Regions from separate parts of the Urocitellus parryii genome. Here region 1 is linked to region 2. Evidence: chromatin contacts called from public Hi-C data. All regions are on one chromosome and are shown on one strand. Each heading gives the region's core, a stretch centred on a gene start, on an enhancer-like site or on the middle of the called end of the contact. The rest is flanking DNA. Distances are from core to core; before and after follow the strand shown.

Region 1 (6,283 bases), core at 3,001-5,500, 270 kb before region 2:
CTGCCTAGCATGTGTGAGGCCATGGGTTCAATCCCCAGCATTAAAAAAAAAAGAGAAAAAGAAAATATTAAAGAAATATTCAGAGGGAAAAAAGAATAACAAAATTAAAACTCAGTTGAAGAAAAATAGATGTGAGGAATTTCCCAAAAAATAAAGCAAAAAGAAAAACAGATGGGAGCTAGGAGAGGAAATGTAAGAAATTAGAGTACCAAGCAAGGAAATCCAAAATCTGAATATTAACAGTTCCACTAAAAATAGAGAGAGAAGATGCAGGGAGAGGGAAATAATATTCTTATTCCTAGAAATGAAGAATATAAGTTTCCAAATTGAAAGGTTTGAGTGCCCAAAACAGTAGTTGAAAAGATCCAGCCAGCAGCACTCATAGGTCACAAAAAGATCTCATAGGTCACAAAGGATACAGTCAAATGCAAAGAAATTCAGCTCCCAAAATATTTACCTCTCAAGCACACTTTTGATGAAAGCAACTGGAAAACAGAAATGAAGGATAAACTAAGAAAATTTTCCCACATGGAATACCAGAAGCATGCTCTCAGGACTTCAAGTTACTTTTTTTTTTAAAGACCTCAAAATGCAGTGTCTTGATTAAAATAGATGTTTGTGTCTCATTCATATAAAAGTACATATTTGTGACCTTTTGGTCACTTAATATTTAGGGCTTCCAAGGCTGCTCTAGTTACCACCCAAGCCAGCAGGAAATGATCAGAGAAGTCCTGGGACAAATGTTTCATTTTAACAAGTGGGAGGAAGCTGCCCACATCATTTCTGTTCACATTCCACTGGTGAGAACATTGGCAAAGAGTCACTCCTAGAAGCAAGAAAAGCTGGGAACTTGAGTTCCCACCTGGGATGCCACACCCTAACATCCTGTGAAGGAAGATTAGGTGGGCAAATGATAATCAAAATGTGACCCTGGCCACCAAATATGCACCCATCCTCTTCACAGAGAATGTACAGATATTTCCTTCCCAAGAGAGGCAACCAGGCACTGGGCTTGAAAGTTCAGGATCTTTGGGGTGGCTCAGCCGTTTTTATTGGGTCTGGATGCAGCTCCTCCCAGTCCACTGAATTATGACCAAGTACTCCAGAGGACAATGGTAGAGCAAGAACAGAACAACTGCAATTGCAATGAAGACCCCATTGGAAAAAAGGAGAAATGGAAAATACAGCAACCACTGTAACTTAGAAATGATTGACTCCCGCTAGGAATAAGTTGAAAATGCTCCCAACTCTAACAGTGGAGAATTTTCATGGTTAGTCAGTCCAGGCCACCTCTGGTTCTGGTCTCTGGAAATGCCTTAACCCTTGAACTGCTACTGGCTCTTTCAGGCTGGAATCCTGATATTTTATTTCCATCCAGTTCCATGTAGGGGAAGGGAAAAACTTTTCCTGTTCTGCAGTGGGACCCCCTTAACAAAGCATACACCAAGAGAAAAGCAGATCAACTGTATATCTCATGTATATATGGGGGAAACTTGGAGAAGAGTAACTTAGGAAGTAACTTAACTGACTCAAACTCATTTCTATCAGAGTCATGGGGCTAACTACAGGCTACCTAAAACAATAGGTTCAGGTGGGGCGGTTCTTGATCTGATCTTTTGGTTTTCAGAATGTCAAAAGATCTTTCAAAATGCCTTTGAGCAAAAAAATCTTGACATATAGTCCTACGAGACCCCAATTTCTCCTATGCTGTCCATTAGGCACTAATTACTTGTGGCTATTGAAACTAGAACATGACCACAATCTGAAATGTGAAGTGTTGTAAGTATAAAATGCATGCAAGATTTCAAAGACAATAAAAAAGTAAAATAGGATTGGGGCTGTGGCTCAGCAGCAGACCACCTGCCTAGCATGTGTGAGGCACTGGATTCGATCCTCAGCACTGCGGGGGGGTGGGGGGGGAAGTAGAATATCCCATTAACAATTTTAAAATTGTTTCTTCCAAATTATAATATTTTTGATAGGTTAAATGTTAAAGGTGGGGGAATGTAGCTCAGTGGCAGAACACTTGCCTAGCATTCATGAGGCTCTGGGTTCAATCCCTAGCACCACAAATTTCAAATATAAAAACCTAAGCATAAAAACACTCAGACTTAAACACTTCTTCAGGTCTTCCTTTTCTCATAAAACACAAAGCCATGAACTCAGAAAGGAAGAAAGTAATTTTCCCCCCACAGTTACCACTGCTGAATTGATATCAAGGTGCAATTCAGAAGAAGTGCATCTGAATTTAATGATTTAAACTCATTTCTATGTCATAACTTTAATTTGTATATTACTAGGCACAAAGCTAAAATACAAGAGTTCCCCCATTTAGCACCAGGGACTTGGCAACCCTCTGTGCTGAAAGAATGGTGTCAGCAATGTCCCAGACTTCACCCTTTTCTCAGCTCACTAAACTCACAAGGAACAAGTGTATAATCCAGTATGTCAATAAGGAGTTCACAATGAGAAATTCAAAATACCTCTTTTGTCCTGAAGTAAACTAGAATGTCACCCCAAAACATGCCACTCTGACAAAAGGGTTGAGCTGAAGGCAAATGAGAAGCTCATACAAGAAAAGTCCCCTGCTCTCCCATCGTTCACCTAAAAACCAGGACATAAAGTTCCAAAGGTGTCCCTCCCGATATCTACCAAAGACAAAGGATAATCACCAAAGACACCTTTAGACTCTTACCAAGCCAGAGATGGTAAGAGACATAGCAAAGTTCACTAGCTGAACTGTGTCTACCTTTAGTCTCCTGAATTTTTGCTTTCCCAGTTTGTCACCTTTGGAAACCTAAAACTGTTTTCCTCTGTCATTCTCCACAATCTATTTTTTTTTTTTGACAAAGATGCTATAAAAGGCTAATTCTAAACCCTTCCTAAGTTACTCTTCTCCAAGTTTCCCCCATATATACATGAGATATACAGTTGATCTGCTTTTCTCTTGGTGTATGCTTTGTTAAGGGGTCCCACTGCAGAACAGGAAAAGTTTTTCCCCTCCCCTACACCCCTAAGGAGGACTTCAGGCTCCAAAGGCTGATTCGGTGTGCTTGTTTTTGAGGTGCTGGGGAGGGATCCGGTGCCTGTTGCAAGCTCCAAGTGAGCTTCTGCCCTGCGAAGTGGGGTTAGTTCTTCAGCTCCCCACTTTATTGACTCCATTCGGATCATGCACCCTTTCCCAGCTGAGAGGATGCTGCTGTGAGGAGATCTGGTTTTCTTTTTCTTTTCTTTTTTTTGGGGGGTACCAGGGATTGAACTCAGGGGCACTCGACCCCTGCGCCACATCCCAGCCCTATTTTGTATTTTATTTAGAGACAGGGCCTCACTGAGCTGCTAAGTGCCTGGCGGTTGCTGGGGCTGCCTTTGAACTCTTGATCTTCCTGACTCAGCCTCCGGAGCAGCTGGGGTTAGAGGCGTGATAAGACCTGGCTTTCTGAGGTGCATTCCTGGCCTCAGTGGCACCGCTGAACTTGTCCCACGTCTCCTCAGCAAAGGGTGACGGCGGGGCTTCACTCGCACGCCTTGGTGGCGCGCGGCCGTCCCGGCCCGAGAGACGCGGGGTACTCCCTGCCGCTCCAGGTTCCGCGCCAGGGCTGGGCCGGCGGTGGGTTTTCGGGCACCTGCCTCTACCAGGAGCCGGTCCCTCGGCCTCGGGGCCTGGGACGGCAGCCAGGGCGCGTGGGGGTCTTAGAAGTGCAAGCTTCCCTCAGACGGCTCTGCGGCTCGGGGCGTCTTTTCTTAGGGGTTCGGAGCCGGCGCGCGGGTGTCCGCCCGTAGTGCCAGCCACCGCAGAGGCTGGGCCGCACGTTCGAGGCCAGCCCTGTCTCAAAATTTAAAAAGGGCCGAGGATGCAGCTCAGCGGTACGGCGCCCCGAGTTCAGTCCCCAGTCCCCCCACCCCGTCGCTCCAACAGGATTGAGGGCACAGCGTCAAAGAAAAGCGTTGCCATCAGCAAAAAAGAAAAAAAAATAAGCAGGAAAAGGAGCTGGACTGACGTCTAAGGCTCCTCCATCCCTAACTTTTCCCAGAGCCGACTCTGCGGACTCCTGGGGCTCCGCCTTTCGAGCCCCCGCGCCAGGACGCGTACTCAGTTCGCGAGCGGACTCTGGGAGGCCCGGGCACGCCCGCTCGAGTGACACGCGGCGCCTTCCGTTGCCCGTCTCCAAGATGGCGGCGGCCCCGCCCCGGGCGAGCCGGCCCGCCCTCCTGCCCGTACGCGGGGCCGCGCCGCGCGCCCCCGCCGCCCCTCCCGCGCGAGCTCCACCCAGGTCGCAGGCAGCGCGGTCGGCGGCGGCTGTTTCCCGCCATTGTGCGAAGTGGAGGTTGGGGGTCCGCGCGCTGCACCTGCAGGTCGCCAGCGGCTCCTCCGCAGCCGCTGCTCTCGGAGGCCGGGTGGCCCGCGCCCCGCCGTGCGTGGGAGGGCGCGGGCGAGGAGCGCGGAGCCCCTGACGAGGAGCTGGGCGCCGGCCGCTCGGCCCGCGGAGAGCCGCCGCCCGCGCCGCGCCGGCCCCGGCCCTCGGCGAGATGCCCTGCGGGGAGGACTGGCTCAGCCACCCGCTCGGGATCGTGCAGGGCTTCTTCGGTGAGTGGCGCGCCGGGGGCGGGCCGGGCGGGTCGCTGAGTTCGCCGGGGCGGGCCGGCCGCGCGGTCCCCACGAGGGACCCCGGAGCGCGCGTGCGGCCCCTGGCCTGGCCCGGACAGCCCTCTCCGGGCCGCGGCTGCAGGTGCCTCCCACCTGCCCGGCTCGCGGCGCGGGCGGGGAAGCGCGGCCGCCAGCACTTGCCGTGATTGACGGCCTGGCGCCCGCCCGGGGCCCAGCCCCGAGTGCCGCAGACTCGGGGAGGTCCTCGAGCCCGGGGAGGGCCCGCGGAGGGCCCGCGGAGCGGTGGCGAAGGAAGCCACCCTGCCTGTGCGAGCCTCGCAGGGTGTTTCAAAACTTCCGGTGTGTCGGGGAGTGCGGCCGCCTGGCTCCGAAGTTGACGCTCACCTCTGGGTTACACCAGCCTCTCCTCCAGAGAGCAGATTTAATGTGGTAGCTTCATTTTTCTGCTCAGATGACTTTACAACCCATCTGGTCTTGTGTGTGCTCCCGGGCCAGAGCTAGCAAGCAATGTTGAACTTCTTCCGTGAGTTTTTTACATAGAATGAGCTGAGAATGAGGCAGGCGAGCTCGGTAAATTTTAGTTGCAATTGCTGTTGCTACTTTTCAGCGAAGGTTACAGGAAGAAAAATGTAGATCCATTTCTCGTTGGCTGGGCCCTTTGATCCCCACCCCCTTCCCTAGCGTCTTTGCACTTAGGAATGGTGGATTCACAGTCAATCCGAAATCGCTGCTATATAGCAATACCTGATTCGTTTGTAGTTAGAGTTGGAGGGCCCTTGCCTATGTAAAACATGAGAAGGACTAGGGGTAGAGCTAGTCCTTAACATAGACAGTGCTCTGGGTTGAATAGATGCATCGTGGGAAAGTAAGACTACTAAGAAACTAAGTAGTCTCCTAATTGATGACATAAAATGTATTTCTTATAGGAGGGCTCTTAGTGCTCATCGGCAACTTTATTATCTATAATTCTAACTAGTGTATGGTTTCTCAGACTGAAACCAAAGGCGGCAAATCCGAAGACTGCCTGGATAGACATCCAAATTATAGCCAGTGAACACTGACAACCAGATAAGAAATTAAAAACTGTATGTTAAAAGAAAACATGGAAAAGAGGTCTATCTCAATGGTAGATCATATGCCTACTATTCCAAGGCCTGGGTTCAGTCCCCATCAACTTGACATACAAAAGGCAGAATCACTATGTAGTTGGCCAGGGTTCTTTGAAAAGGGGATCTACATTCCTTCACTAAAACCTAGTAATTGAGCCAGGCTTGGTGATGCACAACTGTAATCCCAGCTACTCGGGAGACTGAGGCAGGAGGATTGCAAGTTCCAAACCAACCTAGACAACGTAGGGAGACCCTCAAGGATAAATAAAATGAAAAGGGCTGGGCTGTAGCTCAGTGGTAAAGCACTTGCCTAGCATGCATGAAGCCCTGGGTTCAATCCCTGATACTGAAATAAATAAATTCTAGTAATTGTTGTTAATAATAATGATTATTGGAACCACTAATTGGTGTCCAGAATAATGGCTCCAAAATGTTAAGTGAAGATTCAATTACAGTACTGGTTTAAAGGTATAGATGCATAACTAGATTTTAGAGAAAAAACCTTCTACAGTGAAAAGGTTTAATGCTTACAGCATTAAGTTCAAGATTCTGATATTAGAAAATTCAT
Region 2 (6,990 bases), core at 1,610-4,109:
TGAGCCACATCCCCAGTCCCTTGTCTCAAAATTAAAAAAAAAAAAAAAGCTGGGATTATAACTCAGTGGTAGAGTGTCTTTGGGCACATTCTGAAGTACCGCAATAAATAAACAAACAAGTACACAGGATGATGGTTACCCAAGGTGAGGGGGATAAATTAGTACTGTTGTGTGACACATACCATACATTCAGATGTAAATTGCTGTGATGACTTTTTAAGATTTGCAGCTATTATATTAAGTTCCTAAATTAGCAATAAGTAAACTGATACTGCCCACTGAGGTGTCTATGTCCTAATCCCTAGAACATATGAATGTGGGCTGGGGATGTGGCTCAAGCGGTAGCACGCTTGCCTGGCATGCGTGCGGCCCGGGTTCGATCCTCAGCACCACATACAAACAAAGATGTTGTGTCTGCCGAAAACTAAAAAATAAATAAATAAATATTAAAACTCTCTCTCTCTCATAGTTCAGGACATCTGTTATTAAAAAACTAAATAAATAGAACATATGAATGTTTTTGTTTTTTGTTTTTGTTTTGTACTAAGGATTGAATCCAGAGATGCTTCATCATTGAGCTACATTTCCAGCCCTTTTGATTTTGATATAGGGTCTCACTTAGTTGCTGAGTTCTGGGCTGGAGATGTAGCTCAGTGATACACTGATACACTTGCCTAGCATGTGCAAGGCTCTGGACTTACTTCCCAGCATCATAAAATGTATAATAGATATATAGATAAAGGATAAAATTAAAAAAAAAAAAAGTTGCCAGGCGCAGTGGCACATGCCTATAATCCCAATGGCTCAAGAGGCTGAGACGGGAGGATTGGGAGTTCAAAGCCAGCCTAGGGAACTTAGTGAGATGCTAAGGAACTCAGTGAGACCCTGTCTCTAAATAAAATACAAAATAGAACTGGGGATGTGGCTCAGTGGTCGAGTGCCCCTGAATTCGACCCCTGGTACCCTTTCCCCCCAAAAAAAGTTGCTGAGGCTGGCCTCAAACTTGTGATTCTCCTGCTCAGCCTCCTGAATCACTGGGATCACAGATGTGTGCCACTGCTCCAAGCTGAATGCTTTGTATATAAAAGGGGACTTTGCAGATTCGATTGAGGATCTTCAGATGCAGAGATTATCCTGGTCAAAGTAATCACCTAAAATCATCGAAAGAAAGAAAAGGAGGCAGGAGGACCAGCCAGAAAGACAGCATTGAAGGAAAGAAGATATGCAACAGTTTTTGAAGATGGAGAAAGGGGCTAAGAGTAAAAAAATCAGGCAGTCTTTAGAAACTGGAAAACACAAATCAGCCCTGTCAACATCTTGATTTTAACCCAGTGAAACTGAACTTGGGCTTGAAACCTCCAGAATTCAGATAATAAATTCATGTTGTTTTAAGTCTCTAAATTTACACTAATTTGTTATAGTGGCAACAGAAAACGAATACATTGGGCTAGGCACTGTCAGTGAATTGGATTATGATTAATCCAATTCTGTACCTAGGTTCAAGTTAAAAAATAAATAGATTCAACTTTTCAATGGTTCCTCACTGCTTGGAAGATAAAACTCCAACCCCTCAGCATGGCATAGATCCTTGACAACATGGTACTACAGGCCCAGGCTTAAATCTCTAGCACTGAAGACCAAGTCCACATTGCTGCCAACACTCCCACCCCTAGACCCAGACATTTTACCCATAGATGCTGGCCTCTGAACCCTTTAGCTATTCCCATTGAGTCTTATGGGGCTCGACTCCTTTGTCAACCGTTCTATGAAGTCCTCCAGGTTAAAATCTCCCTCCCCACCAATTGACAGTACCATGCGTTGCTGCATGGCTGATGGTGCCTACAAGATTAGGATCCGATGGTACCTGCAGAGGTCTTCAGAAACAACTCTGTTAACTGCGAACTGTCAGGTCAGGCAAGAGACTGAAAGTCCTCTCTTCACCTCCACCCTTCACTCATCCACAAGAGCTGCTACAAATTGTGTGCTTTTTCCTGTCGGTGCTGAGGAGGTAAAAAAGCATACGGAGGACTGGTGTGTGTGGGGGGGTGAGGGGCTGCAGAGCTAATTTGAACGTGGCTTTCCACTTCTTCAAGCAAGACTTCCTTCCCCACATGGCTGATGTCTGTAAACACAACCTTAAATCTACGCATTTCTGTTAAAAGACTTTTACTTCCACGATTAAATACGGGGGAAAGGAGGGCAAGTCATTCAAATGGACGGCTGCTCGTCTCACCCGCTAACCCGACGAGATATGGAAGGTAGGCAGCCCTCCGAAACGTACAGCAACCTACCAGACTACCTCGTCTAGGAATTCCTATCTGCGGGAAAAGGCGCCCCAAAGACGCGACCGGCCCCTGGGGAGCCCGCGGTCCGTCAAGTCCCGCCAGGTGCCCGCCAGGCCAGCCTCTCTCGGGCCAGGCGCGAGTTGGCGGTTGATGACCGCGGGCCAGCCGTTCTGCCTCCAGAGGAAGGCCGGCAGGGCCTGATAGCTCTGACAACACGCGGAGCCGGCGCACCGCCTGAGCCGCAGTTGAAGAAACCGCTCTTGGCCAGGACGGAGGCGGAGCCGACGCTCACGCCCGGCCAACAGAAGAGCCTTAAGATGCCTGGAGCGGTCCTGAAGCCGCCCCCGGCGCGAGGCACGCTGGAACTTGTAGTTCACTTCCCGGACAGCGACTCTCCCACTCGGCCGGCCCGCGTTTTACCGTCGCTTGTTCTCTTCCCTCCCCTCCCGGCACGCCGACTTCCTGGTGGCCGCACGCCCTCACGTACGACTACACTACCCAGAAGTCTCTCCTGCGCGTCCCGGCGAGGCGCGGGGTCTCCTTCGGACTACAGTTCCCAGAAGTCTCCTGGAAAGTGCTTCCCTCGCTCCTTCCCAGGACCGCGATTCCCAGAGACTTCACTTCACGACGTTTCTCTTTTTGCCCGATCTCTGCTGGAACTGGCTGGGGTTCGGTCGGACGGCCAGCAGACAGGCTCTCGGCGACAACGGAGTCGTCGTGAACTGGCACAGGGCTTGCTCCGCGGCCTGGCTTTCTGCCCCCCTCAGCTCTCCCGGGGCAGGCCGTCGCGGCTGGCCTGAGCGGTGACCTGGCGGGCCGCGCCTGCGCCCTGCCCCGTTTCCTGCCTGGCTGGTGGCGGCGGCCATTTTGTTCATCCTCCTCCTCCTTCTGCTCCTCCTGGTTGGAGCGCAGTGTCCGGAGCGGGCTGGGGGGAGAAAGCCCTAGAGCAGGGTTCGGTGCCTTTTCCTCTGTCCCCAGCCGGTGCCCGGAGCCCCCCTCCCCTTCCTCCCCACCCCCTCCCCTCCCCAACCCTGCCCTCCCCCTTGTCCCGGGATCGCTCCGTCGCACCCACCATGATGGAAGACGACGGACAGCCCCGGACTCTGTGAGTACCCGAGACCGGGGGTGCCGGGAGCCTAGAGGCCCGGGCACCGCGGGACGCTAAGGGAGGGAGCAGGAGACAGGGGGCCGAAGCCGGGACTCTCGGCGGCTCCCTGGCCGGGGCGGCGTGGACGCTAAGTGCATTCCTCATCTGTCCCCTTTTCCTAGGGAAGGAAGCCCTCCCTGCCCCCAAACGCAGTCACTTCCTGGGGTCTGAGGCTTGTCCCGACCTTTTCCTCTCGCGCCCTTCTTCGCGCACCTTTCCCAGGCCTGGCTTCTGCATCCGCTGAGGCTGTCAGGCCCGAGAGAGCTTCTGCTCCCCCTGTGCTTGGGGGCCCTGGGCTGGGCCGGGAGCTGCCGGTCCCCACGGGGGCTGGGCCTGGTGGAGGTGGGACTGGGGGTGGGACCGTCGCTGCATCCCTTGCGGGCCCGGAGGAATTAGCGCTCACGCCCTCCACGTCCCGGGCTTGAGGCGCCCCCGGCTCTTTGCCCGAACTCGGCTCTCGGAGGAAGCCAGACACTCTTCAGCCTCGGGAGCCCCTGGTCTCTTTCTGCCCCACGTGCCCCCGCCCACGCTGTCAGAAACACCCGCCCAGCGCCCGCTACTTTTGAAGTGCAAGCGGAATGCCTCTGGCCGCCGCAGCATCGCTCCCTTCTCGGAGAGCGAAGTTTACTTTGAGCGCGCCCTACGCCAAACTGACAACCAGTTGTTACACTCTTTTGCTGTTTGGTGTTGCCGCCTCCTAATTGGTGTGTCGAAATCATCAGAAGCAGATAGAATCATGTCTTCGTTCGCTATACGATGCGTGTTTGGGGGGCGCTTCTTTGGTCTTGCTGTTGCATTTTGCCCAAAGCCCAATCTAATGAATGGATTTCATCTTCCAACCACCTAATTCGAGTTTTCCTTCCTTTTCCAATGAAGAGTGATGACTCAGCAATTACATTTCTTTCTGAATAGCGTGGCACTCTTTTTCTTCTCTTGTATCTTTTTTTTAATTTTTATTTTTAGTCTGAGTTATTTCTAATTGTTTAAATTGCGCACCTTTGGCATTCCCAGCCTCTGAGGCCCAGTTCTCCTACCCTGAGTAACAAGGAGTCCAATCTCTGCTTTGTTTCCCTTGCCTGTGCCTGATATTGATATGATCAGAGTTCACTTGGCTGGGTTATCTGCTGGGGAAAGTACTTTTTGGGGAATAGATGAAGGTAGATGGACACTCAGGAGGTTGATTAGCTTCTCAAAACTTCACTCCTACCAAAAAAAGTATACGCTCCCTAAAGAAGGTAGACTTATATGTTCAAACTTGATTTTTTTTTTTTCGCCTGTATTTTCTTTTTGTTCCTATTTCTTTTAGTGTCTTACTCTGAAGTACTTGTCATCCTGTTTTGGGAATTTAAGGCCAATTTAAGCACATCTACTACTTGAATGAAAGGCTTGCTCAGTAGAACTTTTTTTTGTTGTCTTCCATTTTTTGCCCATCTTCCCAGAAAACAGAATTAGGACAAATTTGAAATTTGTCCTCAACATCTGTTGAAGCCAAAGCTTGGTAGTTAACATCTGGGAAAGTTAGATTTAGGGGCTATCATGTATTTAAGGAAGATAACAGTTATATTGTATCTGAAATGTCATCATCGCATCATAATAACTATTGAATAATTGGTAATTTCTTATGGCTAATGTCTCATTTAATTGTATCATTTGTTCCCAAGAAGAGGAATTCCTGGTTTTGTCCTTCTAAATAATGTACTTTTTCAGTATCTTTCATTCATATAGTTATCTATGCATATGCCTTGTTTTCATTTCTATTGTACCTTCTCCAGTAGTCTAATAAGCTAATTCTTTGTTACTTCCTACCACTACCTTTTCCAGTATCTTGTCCTTTCTCTGAAACATACTTAAGTTGTCTGTGTTTATTATATTTATCTAAAAATGTGACATGTATACATAGGAGTAAATAAAGATCTAAGCTCTGTTATTTCTCAATGTAGTACATGTTTACAACTCTCCTTTATTCTTCCTTTTTCCTTCTCCCACTTTTCCTCCATGGGAAGGTTTTTATTGTTTAAGATAAGGACTGCTACATCTTCCTAGGTCTTACCCTTTAAGCACTTAGTTCACTGCTGGGAACGTAAGAGGTACTTAATAAACATTTTGCAATGATTATATTTTTCTCATTAAATCAGTTTTAAGTCCCTTTTTAATAGTCCTGATTGATTTAAATTATAGGCAGACATTATTGTCATACCTTGGGCAGTTGATTTGTGTGTGTGTATGTGTGTGTGTGTGTGTGTGTATAAACCTTCAAATGTAAAATCTTGAGATAAAATCAAATGTTTCACAATTCAGATTTTTGCCAGCATTTAATAAAATTAATGCATAATAATTTTTAAAAAGTGTACGTTTTATATATTTCTGAAAGGGCTCTTTTAGATACAAATAATGTAATGGAAACTGAACATGATTTGAAGGTTGTTATCTAGTAAGGTTTGGTTTTGTTAGTTTATGGAGATCCTATGTTTTGCCTTGTGATCTATGGATGAGCTTTTCAAGTGGCTAGTATGTTTTTAAAGAATGTACTCTTAACAAAACTTATCTTAACCTGTTTTCCTTAAAATGCCTGTGTGTTACTAGTGAGGTTTTTTTCCTGCAGACACACACAAGCTAAGACATATGGTTCTATCTTCAGAAAACAATATGGTGTTTATAGCCTAGGTAGGTCTTTAAATATTCATTACCTACAGTATTACTAATTTATTTGATGGTATTTAAATGGTATAGAATTGCTTTGATGTTGAGCTTAAAGTTCTGTTTGTCATATGGTTGCTTTAAAGGACTGTTTTTTCATGTTTTTCATTCTCATTTGACATTTATTTTGGGATATTATGTATTGGCTAACTTGTGATCTGAAAAAATAAACAAGATCATGCTGTGTAATACTGGTGTTTGAAAGTGGACAAGCCTTTAGGACATAAGTTGCAGGCTTGTGTGTATTTTTATAGTACAGTGATTTGATCCATGGTATATCTGAATCTACAATATGACACTAAATTACATTAGTGTTACACTATAGTTTATTTTACTCAGCTATTTGATGCACTAAAATCAAAAGGAATTGTGGTTCTGGGATAATAATAATCATGTTATATAATGCCATCCTTTGAGGCTATTGGTTCTTCCTCATACTCAAAAATAGGGAAATCTATGATTTAGAGTATAATATGAACATCTAAGAACACAGCAGAAGGAAATTCTATAAAATCTAGTTATAAAACTGAGTAGCTATACCATGGATTTGGCTAAATTGTGGCTGTAATCAAGCCCTTCATTCAATTTAATCATAGATTTTGTTGTTGCTGTATTTTTTTTTTAAGTGTGTGTGTGTGTGTGTGTCCCTTATAGATAGATGGTCAATTCAATGGTTTCCTTTTCCTTTTCCTTTCCTCCTTCTGACCTCCTTCCACAGTTCTGACAAATTGAACATTCATTAGCTGTCTATTAAAAGGTATTGTTGCAAAGTCTCTTGTATAGGAACTTGTCAAGAACAAAAGCAAAAATGTTAGTTTTATGGAAGTATGACCATAGTATTTTGAGTAAAACTGCCTTGGT

The links. A called contact is a pair of places that touch in the nucleus more often than the background predicts.
Region 1: a Hi-C map of muscle shows a contact between it and region 2, with 4 times the contacts expected there. The contact joins the promoter of Mcmbp here to the promoter of Tial1 in region 2. A contact is called at or near these places in 2 of 2 Hi-C or Micro-C datasets (liver and muscle).

The regions. Positions count from the first base shown.
Region 1 is chr5:200,852,656-200,858,938 of mUroPar1.hap1, reverse strand. It overlaps Mcmbp (minichromosome maintenance complex binding protein), which reads left to right and starts at 4,250. Exons shown (of 16, transcript XM_026384260.2): 1 at 4,250-4,585. The coding sequence starts at 4,528.
Region 2 is chr5:200,575,977-200,582,966 of mUroPar1.hap1, reverse strand. Tial1 (TIA1 cytotoxic granule associated RNA binding protein like 1) reads left to right here and starts at 2,859. Exons shown (of 12, transcript XM_026384163.2): 1 at 2,859-3,390. The coding sequence starts at 3,359.